Regions from separate parts of the Mus musculus genome. Here region 1 is linked to region 2. Evidence: chromatin contacts called from public Hi-C data. All regions are on one chromosome and are shown on one strand. Each heading gives the region's core, a stretch centred on a gene start, on an enhancer-like site or on the middle of the called end of the contact. The rest is flanking DNA. Distances are from core to core; before and after follow the strand shown.

Evidence for each region. A called contact is a pair of places that touch in the nucleus more often than the background predicts.
Region 1: a contact with region 2 is called in a Hi-C map of uterus, with 3 times the contacts expected there. The contact joins two enhancer-like sites. A contact is called at or near these places in 9 of 484 Hi-C or Micro-C datasets (cerebral cortex, cortical neurons and uterus), 1 of 115 datasets of contacts at active chromatin or transcription factors (PVALB interneurons) and 1 of 9 other capture datasets (embryonic stem cells).

What each region holds. Positions count from the first base shown.
Region 1 is chr9:8,999,942-9,005,888 of GRCm38.p6, forward strand. It overlaps Arhgap42 (Rho GTPase activating protein 42), which reads right to left. Exons shown (of 24, transcript NM_001372563.1): 21 at 5,793-5,947; 22 at 3,679-3,741. Among named protein-coding and RNA genes, the nearest start is that of Pgr, 100 kb to the left of the region's middle. Within about 2 kb of position 2,995, at least 4 of the 459 cell types and tissues checked have an H3K27ac peak or open chromatin away from gene starts, as enhancers often do. A contact at or near this core is called in uterus, where this site is marked.
Region 2 is chr9:8,701,260-8,708,181 of GRCm38.p6, forward strand. All of the region lies in intron 3 of Gm32014 (predicted gene, 32014), which reads right to left. Among named protein-coding and RNA genes, the nearest start is that of Gm32014, 36 kb to the right of the region's middle. Within about 2 kb of position 2,837, at least 6 of the 459 cell types and tissues checked have an H3K27ac peak or open chromatin away from gene starts, as enhancers often do. A contact at or near this core is called in uterus, where this site is marked.

The DNA.
Region 1 (5,947 bases), core at 1,745-4,244, 300 kb after region 2:
TCCCATACTCTCTTCTCCCAGCATCTGTTTGCAACTGTCTCACCTTATCCTCCGATGCTTGGCATCCTTCTCTTCCTACCTATTACTTGTGTTCTCCAAGCATGTGTCCACATTGATCACAGCCCTGAAAAGTCCTACTGACAAGTTTTGGGTCCTCCTGAGTCTCAAACCATTCCACCAAGAGTGGTCAACTCTCCCTTCCTCAGGCTGTAAAAAGCCACATGAGTGATTTGTGTACATCTTTATGGATCTTTGTGGCAGCCAGAACCCACATGGTTGTTTGTTTGTTTGTTTGTTTGCTGTCTGGATCAAGGACATCCACTAAAATGATGTCTTGACATCCTCTGCTTCCACTCACTCTGTCAGTTCTCAGTGTCCACAACAGGGGTCTCTCTCTGAGCTCTTTAGAAGGAACACCAAGCAAGTATGGGGAAGATTAGTCAGGGAAAGGGACTCATGTGGAATTTAGTTTCAGTCAACAGAACAAAAGTACACACCAGAAGAGTCTGATGTGTTTCAAATTTAGAAACACAATCATTAGAAGCTTGAATATTTCATACAACTAACTTCAATAATCACAATAATAGTTATAATTGAAGAAGAGACTGCCTCCAAGGCATCAGCTATTCATTTCAGAAATGTTATTGTATATATTCACAGTCGTTTTTGTAAATGCAGAATTATGATCTTCATTTTACATTGGAAACATAGACATCTGAAATGCATAACTATGCAGCACTACAAATGATGGCCCAAAAGTTTGAATGAGGGTCATCTGTCCCTGAGAGTGATGTGTGATCTACAGTGTATATGTCTCAGTAAAAATTAAGAACACAGTCCATAGGTACTTGGATTGGTTGATGAAGGGAGCCTAGACATCTCTGCTGAAGCCTATCTGAAGTTGATTTCAGCTTTAGAATATACAGAATTATTACAAATGCATAGGCTGATTATTAAACATCTAAGTGTGTCTTTATCATGGGACAGCCCTCTGATTTCCCTAACAGCTTGCTTTGCTAAAGCTCATGGGTTATCTTTATAATTATAGTCCTGGCCAGCCTCCATATCCTTAGGCTCCTCCTCAAACACATGTTCAACCAACCACATTGAAATATTCAGAAAAAAAAAGTATCTGACTTGAAAACATACAGATCTTTTCCTTGTGAGCATTTCCTAGTCAAGACAGATATATCTGTTTACAAAGCATATATATGTTAGATATTTTAAATATTCTATGATGGCTATATCAAGGCAGATATAAATAGGTATTATGCAAATGCTACACATGATGTATGAGAGGCTGAACAGCCATGAATTTTGTGCACTGGAGGAAAGGTCTTAACTAATCTTTTTATGGAAAGTGACACAGGTTTGCTATTCAGTTTTTACTGAACATGAAGACTACTTAGCACTTCATAATAGAAAGGCTCCATCTAGTGGAGCAATTCCACTATTGGCTCTTAACCTCCCTAATGCTTAGATACAATTCTTCATGCTGTGGTGACCCCCCCCCCCCAACCATAAAATTATTTCATTGCTACTTCATAAGTTCAATTTTGCTACTGTTATGAATCATAATGTAAATATCTGATATGCAGAATATCTGATATGTGAGCCCTGTTAAAGGAGTCACAATTCACAGGTTGAGAGCCTCTGCAGGACAGACAGGCAGAAATATAAGGTTAAGTCTCTACACTGAGGCCAGAAAGCAACAAGAACCTCAAAGAAATGGAAGTGATGTTTGTTGTGGCATGGTGGCTCAGTATCCTGTGCCTTTTCTGGAAGGAAGCATACCTAGACTGGTATGTGTGATCATTCTGGCATGGACTTCATTCTGTGCAACAATTATTGTACAAAAGTAGCATGATGATTCCATGTAGGAATTCAAACTAGACAAATCCAAAACCAACATGCAAACTGTATTTCACGTTTTTTGCCAAGAAAGTCATTGTTACCTTTAATAACTAGCATGTGCCTATAACTATCCAGGCAGAAAGTATCCTAAAGGGAACACTTGTGTTCCCTTTGGTTGTCAGACTATTAAAACAATGGGGCCCCCAAGGAACTGGAATTCCTCCAAGAAACTCATATAGAACCGTGAAAAAAGCAGAAGCCTAGTATCCCAGAGGCGCCCTTCTCCTGGGAGACATTTTACACAGTTCTGACAACTTAGTAGACAACCTTGTAAGAGATAGTCAATGATGGGGCAGGCTATTCCTTGACCAGGACTGCTTAGTCATACATATATTTCTCTTGCCCTCTCTTTAAACACAAATCTTTTTATCACACCACAAAGAGGGTCCTGTTGGAGGATGTCACCAGGCCTCTTTGTTCCTCTTCCCGAATGTGTCCACATTGAATAAATCTTATCTTTCTGCTTTTCTTTATTACCTGTCTCTTTAATTAGTCTACCAAGAACAGGTGGACAGGCCTGGCTTATTTTGTTAAAGCTCTGTGGAATGACTTGCAAGAACATGAGTTTGACTCTAACTACAGATGATGGCATGGGATGATGTGTGCTTAAGACAGGCTTGCTGGGAAGTTCATATACTTTTGGAAAATTGACCAAAAAAAAAAAAAAAAGCAATAAACAACAGCATGAGTATAATTAAAAATTAACACCACGAAGCTTTGGTTGAGTAACTTCCAGAAGACAGACAGACAGACAGACAGACAGACACAGACACAGACACACACACACACACACACACACACACACACACACACACACACACAGAGCAACTATCCAGTTGTGGTAGCTCAGAAATGCCCCAGTATATCTGAAAGGATCAGGAGGTGAGGCAGGTTTGTTCTATAAGTGAGCTCATTTATGACGTACCTCTTCTAACGAGAAAACTTTGGGAAACTGGCCACCTTCAAGCAATTTCATTATTCAAATTATAACCAAACTCCTCTGCAGATTGGAGGAATTTGGAGAGAATGAGGAAACTGGAACTTGAGATAGAAGCAGCAAGGAGCAGACTCACAAGACTGGAAACAGAGCCAAGTACCATCCAGAAAAAAACAGAGGCTCCTTGGCTAGTGAGCTCTGCAATACTGTGCTATATTATACAGCATTTTCTGGAAGATTCTTTTAGAGCAGCAATAACTTTTAAAAGTCAAAAATATGTTTTTGACCATTGGCCCAAAATTTACTATCGTTAGACATGTACTAAGAGAAAGTTACAGTAATTTCTATTCTTAGAAAATTTGTTTACAATCCTTCTTTTGGACAAGAGTGAGAGCAGGACCTCATGTATCCCAGGTTGGCCTGAAACTTTTCATGTAGCCAAAGATGATCCTCAACTTCTGATCCTCATGACTTCACCTCCTGTGCCCTAGGATTACAGGTGCACACTCCCACATCTAGTTGATGGTCGGTTGGAGATCAAACCAGGGCCTATGTATGCCAGGCAAGCACTCCTCAACTGAGTTGCAGTCCAGCTAGAATTCTTTTCCAAGCATTTTAGAAGAAAGGCATCATGGTAACAACCTGATACAATGCTGTTTGCAGACATACTCTTCCTGGGAAAGGCCACTGGACAAGGCTTACTTCATTATCTGAAAAACTGAGGTCATGCCGGCCACAAATTGTGTTGTATGAGAACAATGGAGCCCCTCACAGCCCCCGATACGATATTTTACTTAGTTAATATGTAACTGCTTTAGAGGACCTACCGTCCAGAAGAAACTGGCTTGGGTGACCCAGCATTTTCAAAGAGTTGAGCCTTTGCTGCCACTCTGAAAAATATTTTTAAATGTATTGAGTAATATCTTAAAAAGAATATTTAGAGAGTTACAACATTTTCATATTTTCTGAAGTCAATTAGAAAAGGCATTCTGTTCAATGGGATATTCAGGACTATTGTGCAATCAAAGCAAAACAGTTCTGAACTGCCCTCCAAAATGGAACCACAGTGGAACTTCTTTCTGCTTTAATATGAAAGAGTCCTAGCTGCAGCTGATGGCTCACGGAGCCTGAGACTGTAGTAGACCTTGCTCCCTGGGCTCTTACTGTCCTCTCTTTTCACCTCTGAAAACAGAGGTCGCAGCAGAGAGAATATTCTCTCCCGCTCAGCTCCCACCAGGAAGCATGCTATTGGCTCATATGAATCAGCAGGGAAGAATCACAGTTGATGCGACAGGAGGAGCTGTTGTTGTTTCTGACTGCAGAGGGAGATTACTTCTGACTGCAGAGGGATATTATTTACTGTGTTTGCTATAAAGCAAAAAGGATAAAAACTCTGAAAAATGCCTACTAAATGAATGTGTTGATTTGCATCTTGAGCAGTCACAGAGTGTGTGTTGGAGAGTGGGGAGGGTAAGATGGAGATACTGGCTACAGAACAATGGAAGCAAGTACAGTTAACGAGTACTTGATAAATAAACACATAGAAATTTGAATTCCATGAATGAGGCTATAAATTTGCCTTTAAATAACCTTCTTTATAATCATTCTAATTAAGCCATTAAATTATTAGTTGAATAACTTTTTTGCATGCTTGGAGAGGTCGCAGGACAACTTTTAGCAGCTGGTTCTCTCCTTCCACCATGTATGCCTTGGGGTAGAATTCAGGTACTTAAGGCTTGGCGGCAAGCCCCTATATCCACTGAGCCATCTCACTGGTCCCAAACTTTAATTAATACTCTTGACAGAACTGTAACAGATAATTCTAAGGACCACTTCCCTTCTAACTCTCAGAAGATAACCACCCAAAAGAAAACCCAGAAGGTTTTCTGTCTCCTAAAGGATAAAGTATATATTCTATCATCTCCTCTGACTATTTATCTAAATTTTAATTTCTTTTAACAACTTTAACTGGACACCAAGAAAACAGACTTGCAGTCTAGTTGGATTTCTGGAGACTGGCAGAGGATGTTGGACACACTCTGTAACTAAAGACACAGAAAGACAATTATGGCCAGAACGATTTATGAGCCCATTCCTATGGAGATGAGCTTAGAAATGAAAATGCCTTACTAAACCTTCAACAAATAATGAAAATGTCAGGAAGACCCTTATATGACAGACGAACACGGCATAGGGAACCTGACAGTCAGGGAACCCAGGGAGCTTAAACATTTAGACATCTGTTCTGGTAACTGAAGAAGGCTTCACTCATATTGCCAATCTTGATGGCAATGAGACTGCGGACCTTTTGAGGAGACCATACATAGGAAGACATCCAGTGAGGGCTCACAGACACTGAAAATGCTCAGCAACTGCCAGGAACATGGAAGCCGAGGAAGAAGAGCTTCCTGGTTGGATTTCAATAACCTGTTTCTTCAGGCTCTCATTCATCCCTCCTTCCTCTTTTCTTCTTCCATTTATGTGTTATGTTCTCCAAGCCTTATTCTCTGGGCACTGTGTTGATGAGAACTGCCCTCTTCTGATTGCCTTTGTGACCCTGTCTCTCACCTTGTGGAGGCAGAAAACCCTCACATGTGGGGAGCAATCATATTGGGGGAGTTCAAAGTTTTAATAGAAAGGATCCTAGTTTTAAATGCCATAACAACTTTAACTCTCTTCTCTCTCCCTCCCCCTCCCCCTCTGTCTTTTAAGTCACAACTCTGAATGTAGACTAGCCTTTGAAGCAATAGCCCATGAGATTAGTGATACTCTAAGCCTACAGTAACTTTTACATTCCTTATAGAAGTAGACAGAATCTTACAGAAGTTACCAGCTCTATAGATGGACCATTTAACTATAGAACCCCCAAATTCTTCTAGTACAGACTAAATCCCTTTGCACCATCAGGAGACACAGTGAATACAAACACGTTCTAACTCACACTGAGCCAGGTCGCTGGTAGCCATTGCTGGAGGCAGTGTCTAGCCTTAACCTCCTGCACATTTTTGGAGGCAGCTCTGGGTTTGGTATGGCTTTAGGTGACTCTTTGGAGCCTATAGAAGTTAAGCTTTGAATGGATCCACTGTAGCTCTTGTT
Region 2 (6,922 bases), core at 1,587-4,086:
AATAAAGTGAACAGGAGCTGGCTTTAAGTAGCTGTTACAGGTGTAAAGGGAAGATATTGATGGCAAGATACTGAAGATCTGCTCGTGGATGTCACTGTCTCCCATCAGTGCAGTGTTTCTGCTCTGCCATCATTAACTTAGAAAAATAACTACTTAGGCTTGGACAACTTCCTGCAGGGGTAAGTTAGGGGGTTGACGCAGGCAGAAGAAAGAGCAGCAGAGATGACCTAATGGCTTTTCCATAACTAGCTTGATTGACTGTAAAGAAGGAACGGCTTGTCCTTTGTAGCATGGGCACCGCAATTCATGACAGCTATAGGCCATGTATCTATTTTTCTGTTTGACAGGGACAAAGAGTTGTTGGTGACTGGTATGAGCCCAGAATGGCTCCTTCACAATGTGATGACCAGGATGGAGGCCTGGTTTTCTTGAGTGAGCTGTAAAGAGGGTCAGGTGTGTGGCTGTTTGCTTGTCTCGGCTAGAGTTAACCGGGCTCTAACTGCAGATGGGAAAATGAAGACCAATGTTTCTAAACACACTGGAGTGAATTTTCTTCAAAGGATAGAAAGAAATGGAAAGCAAAGGAAAATTAATACCTTTCTTACCTGTCTCCATGCCCAGCAAGGCCACCTTCAATTCATTTGCATCTTAGTAATATCCTCTGAGCTCTTATCAAGTGCCCAGCTGTGTGCTAGGCACTGAGGGCTGAGAGGGATATGACATGCTTCCTGCCCCTCCACAGTTAGCTTAAAACAGAAGATAAATGGCTAATTAATGTGCTTGCTAGTTACATATCTATGCATAAGACGGCAGCCCAGAGCATGACTGAGAGTGGGATTTACTTTCTAGCTGATAGATAAGGCAGATTATATATATATATATTATATTATATAGATAAGGCAGATTATAACTGAAGGAGATACACCATAGTGAGGAATGCAAATAGATTTCCAGCAAGAAAGCCCAATTTCTCCCACCTGTGAACTTCTTTGAACAGTATTGACGGGTAAATGAAAGTCTCACATGTCTTGAATCTCCAGTACTAAGAGGCAAGCCTGCCAAGAGCTGTCATATTTTTGTTCTTTAGAGAATATACTCAGCCTCACTGTGATATTAGAGCTTGCAAGTGAAACTTTATTTCATCTCATTGTTATTATTATGTAGACTTGCAAGATTTTCTATGGGTTATAAGATTTACCTTTGGGCACAAAGAATATTCTAGGAAATGTAATCAGCTAGAATGCCCGTGTCTTTGCAGGCCAGGGCTGTCAATGTTTCCCTTGGCAAAGAGGTCATTGAAGAACCCTGGGTACCCAAGCCATAAGGCAAGGTGTGGCAAAGGCAAAGACAGGATTTTTCTGCCATGCTCTAATTCTGAACATGGCTATTCATCTAGTGTTTATTTACTAGGAATATTTTCTTTTTAAAAGTATTTATTTAAATATATATATATATATATATACATCTGCATGTATGTATGTGTATCATGTGTGCTCGTATGACTGGCAGAGGCCAGAAGAGGACATTAGATTTCCCTAGAACTGGAGTTAAAGCAAGTTGTGCACCACCTGGTGGGTACTGGGAACTGTGTCTTTGTTCTCAGCAAGAGCAGCAAGGGTTCTTAACCCTCCAGCCTCTTGAACACTTTCTTAAATTTGTCTCATGTCTGCACAGTTTTATAAACACTTTCCTTTGCTCCCTGTTGCACCCTCACAAACAGTTCTCTTTACATGTGCCCACAAAGGGGACAGAGAAAGAAGGTCGATGGTTTTATGTAGAATGGCCACATGCTTCAGTTTAGGGGAGCATGTAAAGAATGAGCAATATATGTGGAGAAATAAGCCTGGTGTGTCTTGATACACCTATGTTCTTATACAGAGGTCTTGGCCCCAGATCCTTAATAGGAGTAAGTGAATGATAAAAACAGAAATATAACCAGTGAAGCAAAACTACAGTGGTCCAGGAAGAAAGTTAACAGAAACTTTTAAAAATTATGCAGCAACAAATATTCTACACTAAGAGAATGGTTCCCTTTATGATCCCACAGAGCCCTTTGTGGTTGGTTAATCTTATGGAACTGACTTTGGAGTTAGGAAAAGTAAAATTATTGAATTATGTACAACTGTTGTACTGAGTCTCAAGACTGTAAGAAAACCACCAGCGAGAGTAACTCTCCAAAATCCTTGATCTCTGGATTAATGGCATCAACCAAGCACTGAAATGTTTTAAATTTGATTCAGGCTGTTTTCTCTGCCTACGTTTACTATACCCATTAATGTGGGAATGAAAGCCAAATATCAGAGAGCAATATGAAAGATGATTTCCCTGTCTCCAACTCTCCAGCTATGTCATTCTAAGTTCTGCTTAGCCCACAGAACATACCAGGAGGCCTCTGCATGCAAGTGACAGAGTCTGGCTTGATGAACACTGTGTGACAATATGCAATAGATTAAAAGATAAGCAACCACTCAGGAGGCCTGCAAACAGAAGGGCCATGTGGGCTCAGGGTATGGTGGTGTGTCACACAAACAGGAACACTTTCCTTAACAAGAGCTTGGAAGTGTTAGTGTTACCAGAGGAGACACCAGGGATATAATCCAATCTTTTCCTTGCAAAAAGAATTCAAGCTGTGACCTGATTGTTCTCAGTCACCATGAGCTCTGTTTTTGATGAGTTACAACTGAAGCTTGAGGAGGGGGAGTAAAAATAATAGTCTGCGTCTCATACTCTGGATCTGGTAATGTCTGAAAGTAAAGCAGGGCCCGAGAGTTAAACACTCTAATGTGACCATAGAAGCAGCTGGCACTTGAAAATCAAATCATTTCCTGTGTAGAGGTCTCTGACAGCAGAACACTCCATGTAGGGTAACAGGGAAGGACCTCTCGGTTTGCTCTCCCTATCAGCCCTAGGCTGTGAGCCCATCCCCAGGCATGACGAGGACAAAGGTTTTCTGGAGAATAATTAACCCCATACACTTTTACAGAATCTACTCATAAATGCTTTGGACACTACACCTCCCCCCCTTTAAAGATGCTGAAAATTTCTGACGTCAAAATATTTTTAACTTTTTTATCCATTTCACATTAATGCATGCTTTCTCCATGTATTGAACCATGGACATGTTTGGCTGAACAAATAAAGCCTTAAGAAACCTACTTCCATGATACCCATTTTGGGAAGGGCAGTGTCAGGTAAGGCAGTGTAATGCAGAACACGTGTAAGAATGCCTGGTGTGGGGCTGGAGCTTAGTTCAGGTGGTGGAATGCTTGCCCAGAACTCATAAGGCACTGGATTCACTCCCCAACACTAAAGGAGTAGAGGCAGGAAGATCAGAAGATCAAAATTATCCTTGGCTCATAGGAAATCAGAGACCTGAACTATAAACAAAACATGATCTAGATGGTATGGCATGGACCTTCCGTGAATACTGTGCTGAATGTAGGCAAGGTGGACTAGGGGTTGTTTGTCTTTTGCATTTGTGCTTCATATCATCACACTGCACATTACATACACAGGTGATATCATCTGCAAATTTCAAACAAAGAAATGGAATTGAAGAGGCAAAACACAATTATTTCTACTTAAAATTGAGAGTGTGTGTTTTTTTTTAATTAAGACAGGGGTGTAATTTTAGCTCACATATAAAGTGTTTGGCACAATGGGACTCTCATTTATAGATATTTCCATTAAGCTCCCAAACACCACTTCCTTTTAAATCACAAGGCCAAGAGGGTAAGGGCAGTGATCTAAAACCTTATTAAGACCACACAAAGATTAATCTGGGGTGGGCTGTATTTGGGAATAGGCCGTATGGCTCCCTCATGGGTCATTTATAACCTATTAAGAATGAACTGAAGGAAGGGTGGAAGGGAGAGATACAGTTGTGCACACAGAGAGACCACACAGAAACATAGTCTGAAAGCTTTGTTTTGTTTTCCTAGTTGTCAGATGATTTAAAAACTGATTTTGGATAGGAATATGAGAGTAGAATTTATTCTTAAATGTATATTCTCCCGGGAAAGGGAAGAGCCTTGGGACATATAATTTGATAGGGTTGATGTGGGACAGAAACCTCTGTTCTTTTCTTTTCTTTTCTTTTCTCTTCTTTTCTTTTCTTTTCTTTTTCTTTTTTTTTTTTTTAAACCTCATTTCTTGAAGCAATGAATTAGAGAGCTGGATACAAATTACAGGAAAAAAAAATGTACTAAAGAAACCAGGACTTGGAGGGTGTGGTGATACATGCATGGTATCTCATCCCTTAAAAGACTGAATCAAGAGTTAAAGGTCAGCTGAGCTCATACTGAGCTCTAGGTCAGCTTGGACCACAGAAAGAGAGACTTCGAAAGAGCAGTGGTGGAGAAGTCAGGACAGAACAGGGTGGGAGGAAAGGAGATGGGAAAAGAAAGAAGTAAGGGAAGGGAAAGTAGAGAAGAGGAGGGGAATGAGGGTGGGGAGGGGAAGAAGAAAGGAAAGCAAGTCCTTAGACTGTTTTTTTTTTTTAACTTTTTCCAATTTTTTATTAGGTATTTCTTCATTTACATTTCAAATGCTATAGAATGTTTCCCTTTGTCAGCTTGGAAGCACCATAGGCAGATACTAAAGCAAGCTTTCATGTACAAAATAAACAAACAAACAAAAAAAATCATTGAGTGGTCTTCTATAAAGACAAAGGTGGGGGCAGGGAGAGGGATGAAGAGGGCCCACAGAGATGGGCAGCTATGACAGAGGGAAGGGAACTCACAGCAGCAAGCCGCTACACACTTCTCTCTGTGCAGTGCCTTATGGGTCCATGGGGAATGCTGGAGGACCAGTCAGGAAGCTATCTGGAAATGGAAGAGTGACGGTGGCCTTGGTTAAGATGATGGCTGGAAACTTAGAAAGATGCACATGTTCCAAAAGTCTGAGCAGAGTCAGTTGAATGGAAGGAAGGAAAGGAGGGGAGGACAGAGGAAAAGATGGTCAATGGGTCCCATCCCTTCACTGGTCACTCCTTTGTCTTCAGAGATTCTGCACTGGGCCTGGCTTGTGTTTTGTGGGCTGTTTTATTGTGGAGAGATCCTGATGAAATATAGGTTACTTGTTGAGTGTGCTATTTAAGAAATAACGGTCATATACATTATGTAGGTGGAGAAATTGATAGGGAAATTAAGAAATTTGAATAAACTACAGTTCTTCATTTTTATTAAGATGGGCTTTAGTGAATGGATCACCAGGGTTCTGAGAACTCATTCAGTGAGCAAGCTGGGGAAGGACCCTTCCCTCAGGAGAAGAGCAATGCAAACCCTTGACCCTAGTCACAAGGGCTGTAGACAATCCCTGACTTGTTTGATAAGAGCATATGCCCATGTGGATGAATTTGAAATGACTTTTAAGCTCATAAAAGCATATTAGTGAAAAAAAGCGTAGCCCTTACAGCACATTAGACATCCAATGGTCTGGATCTCCCACAGCTGTGTGGTAATACATCTCAAATTGTCGTCATGCTTCCTAAGTATTCAAAACGTGCTACTCACTTGTTCTTTGCACTAAAGCTTTCTGTGGGTGACCCAGACAGACGGTTTCTTGATCACCTCTGGGAGTCTGTCGTAACGCTTACACATCACACAGAAATTACTGGGTTTGTGCCCAGACTCCCTCAGTTTGTTTGTGCTTCCTGTTTGTGTAGCTTCTATGCCCATTGTTTTTAGTCTAAATCAATGATATCTGGAATACACTGATGTTTAAAAATATTGAATGGATGATAATACATGCTTACTGCTATAAAAGAAAACACATAGTATTAAATTTTAAGAAAGTGGATGAATTAAAATACAAATATGCTGTTCCATTAAAATCTCAGCAGTGTGTTGGCCTGTATAAAGACCAAGCCTGGTCAACATGACAAAGTGGATAAGAGGAAGCCATACCAGGCCCCACTCCTAGATGAAGGGGCACCAAAACAATGGCTATGACAGCAAGGATAGGCTCCATTCCTGGATGAAGAGGCACTGAACCAATGGCTGTGGCAGGAAGAAAAAGCATGAGAGAGCCAAGGCCCACACCTGCACCTGCCTACATTACAGTAATATAGAGCTCTTTATGATGTTAATGGGAAGAAATACATACCATTCAAATGGAAGCATTCTTGACCTGATTCTTAGCACATGTTGATACCCTGTTCAATTTTCACGCTGATGCAGGATGACTCTGGAAAGTTGTGCCATTTATCAGAACTAACTGGTGCCATGAGACCTCTGGGATTTGCTTAAGCATATCCAGCTAATTTTCTCTTAGCTTTCATGTTTCCTTTTCCTAGATCCATCCTTGACCTCCTTCAACTCCAATTGTAACAATAACCCATGTAGAAAATCACAGCAGCCCACCAACTCGTTAGCTACTTTTCTCCTTTCTGTGACCTAAAACCTAATTTGGTGATTGTCTCAGTCAGGACCTCATGACCAAGAAACAAGTTGGGGAGGAAAGGGTTTATTCGGCTTACACTTCCATACTGCTGTTCATCACCAAGGAAGTCAGGACTGGAACTCAAGCAGGTCAGGAAGCAGGAGCTGATGCAGAAGCCATGGAGGGATGTTCTTTACTCGCTTGCTTCCCTGGCTTGCTCAGCCTGCTCTCTTATAGAACCAAGATTACCAGCCCAGAGATGGTCCCACCCACAAGGGGCCTTTCCCCCTTGATCACTAATTGAGAAAATGCCTTACAGTTGGATCTCATGGAGGCATTTCTTCAACTGAAGTTCCTTTTTCTGTGATGACTCCATCTGTGTCAAGTTGACACAAAACTAGCCAGTACAATTGACCCCTTGTCAACTTGACACACAAACACATCACTAGTAAGCCTCAACCCTTAATTTCTTATTCATCCCCAAGATCTAAACAACTTTAAAAGTCCCACAGTCTTTACATATTAAAAGTCAACCCCATTA